Linked DNA regions of Mus musculus: region 1 is linked to region 2. The links are chromatin contacts, called in public promoter capture Hi-C maps. All regions are on one chromosome and are shown on one strand. The core of a region is the stretch at or near the end of the contact, and the rest is flanking DNA. Distances in the headings are between cores, read along the strand shown.

Region 1 (5,787 bases), core at 351-2,850, 4.8 Mb before region 2:
TGTATAGCCCTGGCTGTCCTGGAACTCACTTTGTAGACCAGGCTGGCCTCGTGGCCTCGAACTCAGAAATCCTCCTGCCTCTGCCTCTGCCTTTGCCTCCCGAGTGCTGGGATTAAAGGCATGCACCACTGCGCCCGGCTCAAGGTTGCCCAATTTTTATGCTGTATTTTTGTGCTAAATCTGGTGACATAAGCATGCACAGTTTTTTAAGTTCTCCGTCAGAATCCAGCACCTTTTATGCTACAAAGTGAAGCACTGCTGCAATGCAGATGTTCTTCATACCTGTGCTATCACTGCATGAAACCCAGTGTCTGAGGAGAACAGTAGAGATGAATTCACACAGCCTGCCTGTCTTCTGCATTGTGTGCTTCCCCATCTCTACTCCTTGATGAAAGGCCTTAGCCTCAGCCCCACCTCCTTTTAAATAGTTTCTATTCCTTGTTTTACATTGTTGAGCTATTGATTAGGGGTTTAAATATATGTTCTAATAATTGCAAAAAATAAATGTTAGGTGGAAGTTTGTTCAACTTCCCAACCAAACCCTTAGACACTGAGCTGTCTGTATATATAGTCTGATTCTTTCAAAATTTGCAACTTTGTAGAGACCTCATGTTGGGGGAGGGGTGGCCAATCCTTCACAACTGCACTTGCTACTTTGTAGAGCTTTTAGCCATCCTTATCTACGGTAGGGTAACTACTGTTCCTTTAAAGTGGACCGAGGCTGTTGATGTTGACATGGTATGTTGGTTGGGGATGATCCAAAGTTACAAAGCCAACAGTGCAGGTGCTGTCACATACCAGAATTGTGGGTGAGTGCCAGACCGTTTTCATCCTTAGCCATTGACAATCCAATGGCCTCAACTCTACAAATCCCACTTTTTTTTTCCTTGAGTCAATGGTAAGTGGCCATCTGATGACTTGAAGGAATGACTTGAGTCCAAGGAACAGCAGAAGTGAAAAGCTGAGTCCCTGTCTATCCCATACCAGTTCACTAGAAGAGCTGACATGGCCTCAGAGCTGTGTCATCTCAAAAAATGGGAGGAACACGAGGGCATCACACCTCATTAAAGGCAGGAGGCAGCAGGCTCAACCCTTGGCTTTGCCTCCAGCTTGGGAGAGCTGACTCTGAGCACGTGGGCCTTGGGCAGCCCCAGGCGCCCTCCTGCCAGATGTAGTTCAGGCCCAGATGGGCCCGCGCAGGGATCCCCAGTGCAGCCACCTGACTGACTGTCGAGGCGTGCTGCGGCCCGCTACTTCTGCCTCCGCCGGCGGCGCTGCGGTCAGAGGAAGGCACCCAGGAGCGCAGTGCGGCCATTATCCACGGCGCCTCCTAGTGGGGCAATGGCAAAGCCTCCACGTTCTCGCGAGAGCTCCCCTCAGTGGGGATTATATAATCTCACCCAGGAGAGGCTGGGGGGGGCTGGGGCCACCCTGCCATAAGGAAAGTGGGTGTCGCCGCAGCCGAGGACCGAAGAGCTCTCCCTTGGGGGGGGGTCGCCGAGTAGGGGGTCCATGGCCCCCGCCCCCCCCCAGCTGGACAATGAGTCCTCTTATGCTAATGAGTCGCTTACGTCACTTCCGCTCTTTCTCGGCCGCCATTTTGGCTAGGGCAGGTTCGGGGACTTGCTCTGAGGCGCTTGTATTGTCTGCTGAGGGGAGACGCGGGACCAGCCCCCTCCCCCGCCCGCCGCCGCCGCCGCCACCCGTCCGGTCTACCCGCCGCCGCCGGGACCCATGAGCTGAGCGCCCGCCCGCCGCCATCTTGGCCCCCTCCCCCTCCAGCCGCGCTCGCTCGGGGGGGATTTGGCGTCGCCTCAGCCACAGCTCCCTCTCTCGGTCTCCGCCGCCGAGGAGCCGCGCGGCCGTCGCCGCCCGCCTGCCCGCCCGCGACGGTGAAGCCGCGGCCCCACGCCCTCCGCCGCCCTCCGCCCCTCCTTTGTCTGCACTGCCCGCGCCGCCGCCCGCCGCTCTGCTGCGCCCGCCGCGCCCCCCGGCAGCAGCCGCGGCCGCGGCTCGAGCCGGAGCCCGAGCGCGACGAGGCCCCGGGCGCGTCCTCGCCGCCATCGCCGTGCCGCCGTCCACCCGCCGCCGTGCTCTAGAGCACGCCGGCCCCGCGCACGCCTCGAGGCCGAGCCAAGGTAAGCCCCGCGGCCCTGCCCGCCGCCGATCCCGGGCGCGGTCATTGTGCTCGGCGTGCACACACCGCCTCGAACCCCAGTCGGCCGCAGCCCTCCTGCAGCCCGATCCCCTTCTCCGCCCCGCGGGGCTGCCGGCCGGCCACCATGGGCTTTTGCGGCTAGTGGCATCTTCCCGCACCCACCCCGCCCCCAGCCGAACCCCGCTCGCTCTCTCGTCCTCAGAACTAATCCCCTCCCGCCCTCCCCCAGTCCCCGGAACCAGCCTTCTGCCAGGTCTGCCCACCCTAGGCTTGGAAAGGGGGGAAAGGCCTGGGGGGCGGGGAGCGTGCATGGCAGAGGGTGAAAGTCTTTGCCTCCCCAACAACATGCCAGTTTCCCTCCCATCCTAACCACCACAGCCCCTCACCGGCCCTGCTTTCAATCTGGGCTACCTGGTCAGCACTCCCTCTTTAGAGCTTTCTGATCAACTTTGCAGTCAGAAAATGGAAATCCAGAAAGCCGCGGAAAGAATTTTTTTCGAATGCAATGAATGGGGAGTAGTTCTTTGAGCACCCTCTTATTCGCCTCTTCTTTCCTCTGAGCTGCCTGTCCTTCTCCTCCCTTCCCCACCCTACCCCCAACCTGGATGCCTGTCTGCTAGAAAAGGCGCGATTGCTTCTCTTCTTCTCTCCAAGAAGTCTAATACTCATTTTAGTCTCACTCCCTGCCACACACCCCAAGTGTCTTCTCAGTGTTCTTCCAGTCACCAGGTCCTCTGGACAGTTCTTGTCATAACCCCATTTCACAGACAAAGGCTTAGGAGGGAAAAAGAACCAAACTGTTTCCTGTGTTAGCCATTTTAATGCTGTCCAGCCCCAAACGCCCAGTTCCCATCCCTGATGCTTCTTGTGCCTGTATCTTGAACCTTCACAATGGGATGTGTGTCGGGGGGTGTCTCTTGGATAGCTTTGTGCAGTTTCTTTATAAATCTGCATTGTTGCTTCTGGTTTATGGTCATGGAGAAAATACCAGCCCCCACCCAAAAGGCACTGCAGCCAAGTCGGTTAAAGGCACTGAGTGTGGGAGTCAGTAGGGGGCGCATTCCCTGCACTGGGTAAGGCTGCAGAGGGGGGAAGGGCCCCAGAACTAGAACAGGATGTGCTAAACAGCGCCTTCTACAGACCATGGGAAAATGGGTCCAGCAAGACTTGCACTGGGTGAGCTGACAGCAACATGGCGAAGGATTAAGTGAGGCTAGAGAGATTTTATTTAAGAAAGCCACTTCTCCGTTTGGAAAGTTGTCTTTTTTTACTTTTTCAAACCTGTTCACCCTCAGACTTTGATTGCTGATCAGTCACCTTGGTGCACATCCTTGGGTCATAGGTTCCCTTTCTCAAGAATTCCTTCACCTTAAGGTTTGATGTGTTGACATCTCTTTCCTAGGCTAGGTGGTAAAGGGGGTTGTTTAAAACCTGAAAGTCACGGGCTTGGGAGATCAGGTCAATCCAAATCTCTCCGACTCTTTTGCGAGTGGAAAGTCATTCTTGAGAGGTTTTATGGGTTGGTGATTTTGACAGCCATGAAAGATGGGTGTCAGGATTTGCAAGGCTTTGTTGGTAAACATCAGGTCCCTATTGAGTTCTTCATTGTCAAACTTAATAGAGTTCACTGCAAAATTGTGTTGCCTTCCACTTTCAGCAGTACACTGTCTGTAGCCAACTGCCTTTGCAAGTGTTGACACCAGTCTTGGTTCGGTGCGCACCCACCTTTTTAGGGTGTGTGGATTTCTGTAGATTTTACTCCTGTTGTTATTTCCATAGGTGTGAGATGCACAGTACGAAACCTAGGCCCCAGCTTTTACATCGTGATGCACAGGGTTGCACTTTTTGTACTGAACTGATAGGTGGCCTAGTGGTTATTCCCTGTACTGCCATTTTGAGGATCTGGACTCCGTTCCCTGCCTTGCTCTTTGGACTGCATTGTCAATTCACACCGGTGGGTATATCATTTTGGAGGGTGGGGACTGCAGCATCAGGAAAGCTAGAGACTTCCTCCTGATCACCACCAGAACATGAACTTTCAAAATTTCAGCCTCGCCACATTCCTCAAGGAACTCGTTAGAGCTGGTTGCAGTAATGGGTTTTGAACGTTTAAAATATGTGTCTCTTTTAAGAGAAAAATTTAAAGTCGATGATGTTGTTGTAATCATTTGCATTCTGCACTTTTGGACATAAAGTTTTAAGTAGTCTATCTCAAGACTTGCTCAGCATCTGAAAGCCTTAGTTACTTGGTTAAAGGGATCTGGGGAAAGTAGTTCATTGGTAGAGATGTGACTGGCCTGGTAAGAGTCTCTGGATTTGATTTGTTCTTGTTTGGTAATATTGACAGTGATGCTAGTATCTGTGAATGCTTTATCCTACTGTTACAGACATCTTACATCGACGTGCCAAGAAAAATCAAGGGATACCAAATATATGTAAATAACTATTTAATGCTTGAAGAGGGTAGGGTTTTTTGTTTTTTAGGGGTTTGTTTGTTTTCGGTTGCTGTCAGGTAGCATTTTGCTGAGTGAAAAAGAGGCACCTTGTTATCAGTATTGCTCTAAAAACTACATTGGATTCATGGTTTGTTATGCATTTTTACTATTTACACAGTCCAATATTAAATACAAGTAAGATTGTTTGTGATCTCGAAATACTGTGGTATTAGTATTTGTTAAACACATAAAGTGAATAAGAAGAGAACAGTTTCCTGTTAGAATATGTGTTTGTGAGATAAAGTTTGCAAATGTGCCTTTGTTCATTCTTATAAATGAAATGACAGAGTTAGCTAGTTTCTTTATGGTGTTGGTCATCAGGGAACCTCGTTGGATGAGTGTGTATGTCCTTACAGTTTCAGCGGTTAGCTAGGTCTGGCACAAAAGGGGAGGGTTGGAAGGTGGGAATTTGTTTTTATCATATGTGAATAGTGTTTTCTTTACATAGATGTGCTTTGTGTGCCTGCAGTGCCCAAGGAAACCAAAAGAGAGCAATAGATTTCCTAACATTGGAGTTGCTGATGGTTATGATGGTAAGAGTGCTGGGAACCGAACTTGGTCCTCTGCAAGAGCAGCTGAGCCATCGCTTAGACCTATGAAAGCTGAGATTTACAGTATATGAACTAGAATCCTTTGACCAGCCTTAGTTAACCTGAGTAGGGAAGTGAGTGTTCTGTTTAATTTATTATCTTGATTTGCTGAAAGGGTTTCTTCTTACTATTGTAATAGTCTCTACTAGACATTAAAAATAACCAGATCTTAAATTTTGGCTCTCAAGACATTATATAGGGAACACCGAGTATGAACTGATTTTTCTTAGATTCTTTTTCTTAAACCAGACTTCAGAAGAAAATCTAATAGCATTTTAACTTCACAATACTGATCAGGTTTTATTTCCACAAAAGCTCAAAAGTAATTGACCAATAATAAGCTTAATTACTGAAAGTATAGATATCTATACAATATAGCATATGAGATTGTTCCCTTGTAGCAAATTTTTAAATATGTGTGTGTGTGTACAGTAAAAAGAATTCAGTCTTTAGAAAGCAGAAACGTTAAGCTCAGCAGTGGTGGCACACACACGCCTTTAACCCTAACACTAAGGAGGCAGAGGCAGGTGGATCTCTGTGAGTT
Region 2 (5,693 bases), core at 276-2,775:
TGAATGGGAAGATGCAGCAGCCCCTTCTGCGGGCCAGCATCCCCAAACTTATCACAGGGTGTATTTTAGCTTGAAAAACAAACAAACAAAAAAAAAAACAAAAAAACCGGGGCTGGCAACATGGCTCAGCGGTTAAGAGCACTGACTGCTCTTCCAAAGGTCCTGAGTTCAAATCCCAGCAACCACATGGTGGCTCACACCATGTGAGAGGGTGAGATCTGACACCCTCTTCTGGTGCATCTGAAGACAGCTACAGTGTACTAATGAATAATAATAAATAAATCTTAAAAAAAATTCAAAATCTGATGAAGTTCCCATCGAATGCAAAAGGCTTTCCCATGATTGCATTATAGAGCAGGATCAGGAAAAACAAAAAACAAACAAACAAACAAAAATAAGCAAGCAAGCCAAAGCCAAGCCAGCTGTCTGGAGACGGGGCTGTCTGTCCAGTGAAGTGTAGATTCCATTCTCTGTGGGTTGACTCTAGTTAAGCTGGACATGGCTATCCTCTCTAGCATCCACTTCTAGAAGAGGCCAGCTTGGGTTCAGGGGAAAACCCACTCTAAGGTTTAGGTGCCAGAACCAACTCTATTGAGGAAAATCGTCTTTCCACACAAGGGTCTGAAGTGGAACTCCAGAGTGGCAGGCGATGGGGAAACGTTTAAAATAGAACAGGCCCTGACAATGGCGGTAGGGGGAGGTCTTTCATAGCTCACCCTTGCCATATGGGTAACTTGTCAGATCACTAAAAACCAGAGACTAGCCGGGCAGTGGTGGTGCACGCCTTTAATCCCAGCACTTGGGAGGCAGAGGCAGGCGGTTCGAGGCCAGCCTGGTCTACAGAGTGAGTTCAAGGACAGCCAGGGCTACACAGAGAAACCTTGTCTCGAAAAAACCAAACAACAAAAAACAAAAAAAGCCAGAGACTGGTAAATTGCTTAATACCTTCTTGCAGAATTTAATATGTACGTGCATTACCCTGTATTTCCCACTTGATGCTCCCAAACCATCCTTGGAAAAACAAAAGCAAAATGCCTTCGCTGAAACCGTTTAATTTCCAGACGTTCAATTATCAAGAGATACTTCAAAATGAAGGCACGGGAGCCCGAGGCAGGGGAATCAACGCGATTTTCAGGCTGGTCTAACAAATGAGATCCTGCTTTTTTTTTTTTTTTTAAAGCAAAAACCACAAAACCTAAATAATTTCCATTCCAATTCCGGGCAGCATCCACCGCCTGGGCCTCGTCCAATTAATACCTTCTTGGCTTCTCTGCGGACCCAAAGAGACGACCCACGGCGAGGGTTGTGGACCGAGTGCAAGCGCCCTTGGTTGCATGTAAGAAACTCCGCCAAGCATTCCCGGAGGCATCAGCTGGCGCAAATACTCCCGCAGCCCACCGAATCCCGTTGGCTTGGGGACTTCAAGAGGACAAGAAGGAAGCAGGCTATGCCAGGGGAGCGGCAGCGGCTCGATAGCTGCAAGGCAAGCCGCCGCCTCACGTGACAGCGAAGAGGAAGTAGGCACGCCCAAAAGCCTGCCGGGAGCGAACCCAAGCCAGGGGGCGGAGGGAGCGAAAAGAATAACAGGAAATGACTTAAGACGCACGTGCTTCGGAGAGGGGTTGGAGCTGGGGCTTCGAGAGGCCGGGCTACCGCCGTACGCCTGCGTAGTTGCGGCGGGCCGAGCTGCCGAGTCACCGAGGTGGGAGGAGCGTGAACGGTGGGCAGGGCGCGAGCCGAGGTTGCGCAGGCGCAGTACAACTCTAGAGGCGCGGGCCACCCTATCGGTGGGGTTTGGATCCGGGTCAGACAGACGCGGCGGACGCGGAGAGACGCTCGGAGCCGACGGGGCCGGATTCCCGGGAGCGCCCCAGCTGCGAGGAGGTGAGTGGCCGGACGGGACGAGGAGGGCCGGGGACGTCGTGTCCGCCAGGCCTCCCACCCGCGGGAGGCGGAGTCCGGCCCTCCCGTCTGGTCGCGGCGTTTCCCTGCGCCGACTGCCCGGCCCGGCCCTCGGCTGCCGCGGCCTGGAGTGCCAAGTTGCGCGGCCTTCGCTTCCCGCCTTCCTGCGTTCCCGCGGTGTCCGGGCCGCGCCGGCCACAGCTTCCCCTTTCGCTCTCCTTGCCGCCCTTTGCCCCTTCCCGCCTTTTCCCGCCCTGCGAGTCGCACTCCTCTCCGCTTGCGTCCTGCGGCTTCTGCGCCGCAGCTTCACTCCTGCCTCCTCTCGGAGTCCGTGGTTGGCCGGGGCGGACAGGGTAAAAGCCGAGACAGCTCCCCGCTTGGGTGTCCCCGGGTTCTGACCTTTTCCCAGCCGACTCCGCTTAACCGTGATAGGCAGAAAGGAACGAACGTGTCGCTTTGCCTGTAGTCCTGTGATTTTGAGGGGTTGAGTGGGTGTGCCCAGAGAGGTGTGGATGTGTTCTCGTCCTAGGGACAGATTGATTCTATCCGGGCCGTTCTGGATAGGGTTGGTTAGTTTGTTGTTGTTGTTTTTCCTTTTCGGGACTCTGTAACTTTGAGAGGTTTGGGGAGATTTCTCCGCTTTAACTTTGTGAGGACGCGTGCAGATCTCATTTTCGTGCTGCTGAAAATGAGAAGTTCGACCGGAAACTTAAGGAGAGCTTAGTTTAAAGCTTCAGAGGTGTAAGCAAGACACTGCACACGGTATTGGTGGAAAGAAACTGGGATGTGATTTGACTTAAAACCACGAAAAGTAACTTCTTATGGGCCTTTTGCAAGTCTGAGGTCTTTGGGCATTCTTTGGAAGTAAGAGCAGTGAAGGGGTAATAGGAGAATTTCCCACAATGTAATGTAAATGAAGATAGGCAATCCACTCACCTGTTGTATAAAGCTGTTGGGTTGATGCTTCCATAATGGAAAGCTAGGAACTGGGAGGAGCATAACAACCCATTTGTAATTGCAAGCATGCTCTGATCTAGCCCCCTAGGTTAAGCCTAGGATACTCTTGCTCTGGCTTAAAGTAATTGAAGAAAAACATGAGCAGTCACAGTGGTGGACGTTTGAAAACAAGTTAGGCGATACTTTATTCTCAGAGTTTTTGGTTTGCAGCCAGATTTTTATTTTGGGCTGTTGGGGTTTTTAATGATATATCTGGGAGTGTCTCAACAAGAATGCTAAGTTTGTATTAACATCTAGGGTGGTCACCTGCCATACTATTAAGTCAGCACTGTGTAATTAGAAGTTGTGAGGCTTAGCTGGGAGGCTTCCTAGCCAAGTGTGAGTCCTGGAGGGTAGGAGTGAGATGCCCTCCCTACTGAAATGGGGTTCCTGGGACCCCTGTATTCAGTTCAGCCTCTGTTGTGGCATCCAAGGTAGAACTAGGAATCCTAGAAGTACTTGTGAAAGGAGTGGATCTCTGCCTGTGATGTTTACCAGTGTCCATGTGGCTTGGAGTGTACTTAAATGTTGACTGATTGCCACACAAGTCAGATTGAGAGAACTACTATAAACCTCACTATTAATTTTTTTTACTTGTATTATGTGTATGAGAGTGTTTTATATGAAGGGCAGAGTGCAACTTGGGAAGTTGTTTCCTCCTGTTACTCAAGTTCTAGGAAACAAGCTCAGGTGCTCAGGCTTAGTAGCCATTCACCCTTACTCTTTGAGCCATCTTTTCAGTCCTTACAAATTCAGCTTTCATGGAGTTGTGGTAGCAAAAAGAAATTGTTTACAGCCTGTGATAGATCTTTGGAGATGTGGGAGCTCCAGACACACCAGAACTTAACCTCTGCTTAGTATATAGAATATTGTGTGTTTGGAGGACTCCTACTCCTGTGAAGAATTAGATGAGTGAAACTTAGTCATGTGGATGAGGTTTCCTTGTGTTTGACCTGGTTAAATAAACCACGTGGGCTTGTTGTCTTCTGATATTGAAGTGAAACCTAGCTAAATTCTTTTTTTTTTTTTTTTTTTCTCTTCAAGACAGGGTTTCTCTGTGTAGCCCTGGCTGTCCTGGAACTCACTCTGTAGACCAGGTTGGCCTGAACTCAGAAATCCGCCTGCCTCTGCCTCCCAAGTGCTGCGATTATAGCCGTGCGCCACCACGCCTTGCTGGCTAAGTTCTTTTGCCGGTGAACATACACACAAATGTCAAACATTGTGACATCTTGACCTTTGGAATATTAGAGGTCTCATAATAACACAGAAAACTCTTCTGAGAAATAAGCTGATCTAGAATCAGTACCCAAAGATCCATAGAGAGGCACTGATCTCTTTGAGAGTGCCTGGGGGTGGGGGGTGGGGTGGGGTGGCTAGGGGGTACCAGGTTAAGTTTAAAGGTAAAATATATCTTTGGCTTAAAAAGTATATATTGTTTTCTAGGTTTTTTTTTCCTTCTCTCACTTTTTGGATATTGGCGTGTTTATTCAAGATTTAGTATTTTGGTAATTTTAAGATTGGATTTGAGAATTTGTGTTGTCTGAGTTAATGATCCCTTATCTCCTTCCTTTGTGTTAAAAGGAGAGTACATGGAGTCATATTTGCAGAGCAGTATTCTATGAGTTTCTTTTCTACTTCTAACTAAAGAGACGTTCTGCTTTGTTCTTTACCTGTGTTTGAGTATAGGCATCGTCATTTCTGTGTAATAACTACAGTACCCAAAGCTTACAAACACCTAATAAAAGTTTTTGGTCAGAGGAGTAGAGTATAAATGACTGCAGTCTTTATTCCTGTTCTAACAACAGCAGCATAAAGTTCTTCATGCATGCTGATACATTGGTTAAAATTGCTATGTACAAATGATGTGGTGTCATAAAATCATACTTAGAATTGTTAGGATCAGACTAGACAGATACCCAATAGCATTTTAATTAATCAGAGTGTTTCAGTTTGAGCTTTCTTTTGTTTCTCTGATAGTAATTTTTTCGATAGGTTTCTAGGCATGGACAGCCAGGGAGCTTTTCTCACTTGATTTAGTAGATTGAAACATACATAGTTCTTAGATTTTTGTTTCCAGCGTTAACTATTTAGGTTGTTTGGATACTGTTGGTTTGTGTCTCTGGAATGAACTACAATCCAGAATTGGAAGGCTCACCTGTAATACTGATCTTGAGGCTGGGAGATACAAGTTTCTGACCTGGATCTTGAGGCATAGTGGCTATAAATCCCGGGAGACTAAGACAAAGAGATCTAAGTTTGTCAAGGTCACTTGGGACAAAATAAGTCCCAGATTCAGGCATGGTGGCACACACCTTTAATCTGGGCCACACCTTCCGCTGGAGACCTACATAAGGACATTAAAAGAAAGATTTCTCTTCGCCTGCTTGCCTTGTGGGAATGAGTAACTGCTAGATCCTTAGACGTCCATTCTCAGCGGCTGCTGACCATTGTTGGGGAGTTGGACTATAAGTCATCAGCAAATTCCATTACTATATAGAGACTACCCATACGTTCTGTGACTCTAGAGAACCCTGACTGATAACAGCCGTGTATGTGTGTGCGCATGTGCATGATAAGCTCTGTATGTAACCTGCTGCTTAGAAATGAAACATATTTCTCTCTTATAAGCTCTATATGTAACCTGCTTAGAAATGAAACATATTTCTCTCTTAACAGTAATTGTGCAAGCAGATATTATACTCTTGATTCCACTAATTTTCACTTTTCTTATTTCCTTTTTAGTATTAACGGGAGGGAACATCAATAGGCGTACAGAAACCTTCACAATGAAATCC

Evidence for each region. Promoter capture Hi-C pulls out the DNA fragments that hold promoters and counts their contacts.
Region 1: a promoter capture Hi-C map of pre-B cells shows a contact between it and region 2. The contact joins the promoter of Adnp here to the promoter of 2900093K20Rik in region 2. A contact is called at or near these places in 1 of 39 promoter capture datasets (pre-B cells) and 1 of 484 Hi-C or Micro-C datasets (liver).

What each region holds. Positions count from the first base shown.
Region 1 is chr2:168,202,925-168,208,711 of GRCm38.p6, reverse strand. Adnp (activity-dependent neuroprotective protein) reads left to right here and starts at 1,600. Exons shown (of 4, transcript NM_009628.3): 1 at 1,600-2,138. All of the region lies in intron 9 of Gm20716 (predicted gene 20716), which reads left to right.
Region 2 is chr2:163,415,603-163,421,295 of GRCm38.p6, reverse strand. 2900093K20Rik (RIKEN cDNA 2900093K20 gene) reads right to left here and starts at 1,525. Exons shown (of 1, transcript NR_151490.1): 1 at 935-1,525. It overlaps Oser1 (oxidative stress responsive serine rich 1), which reads left to right and starts at 1,826. Exons shown (of 4, transcript NM_025699.2): 1 at 1,826-1,884; 2 at 5,641-5,693. The coding sequence starts at 5,685.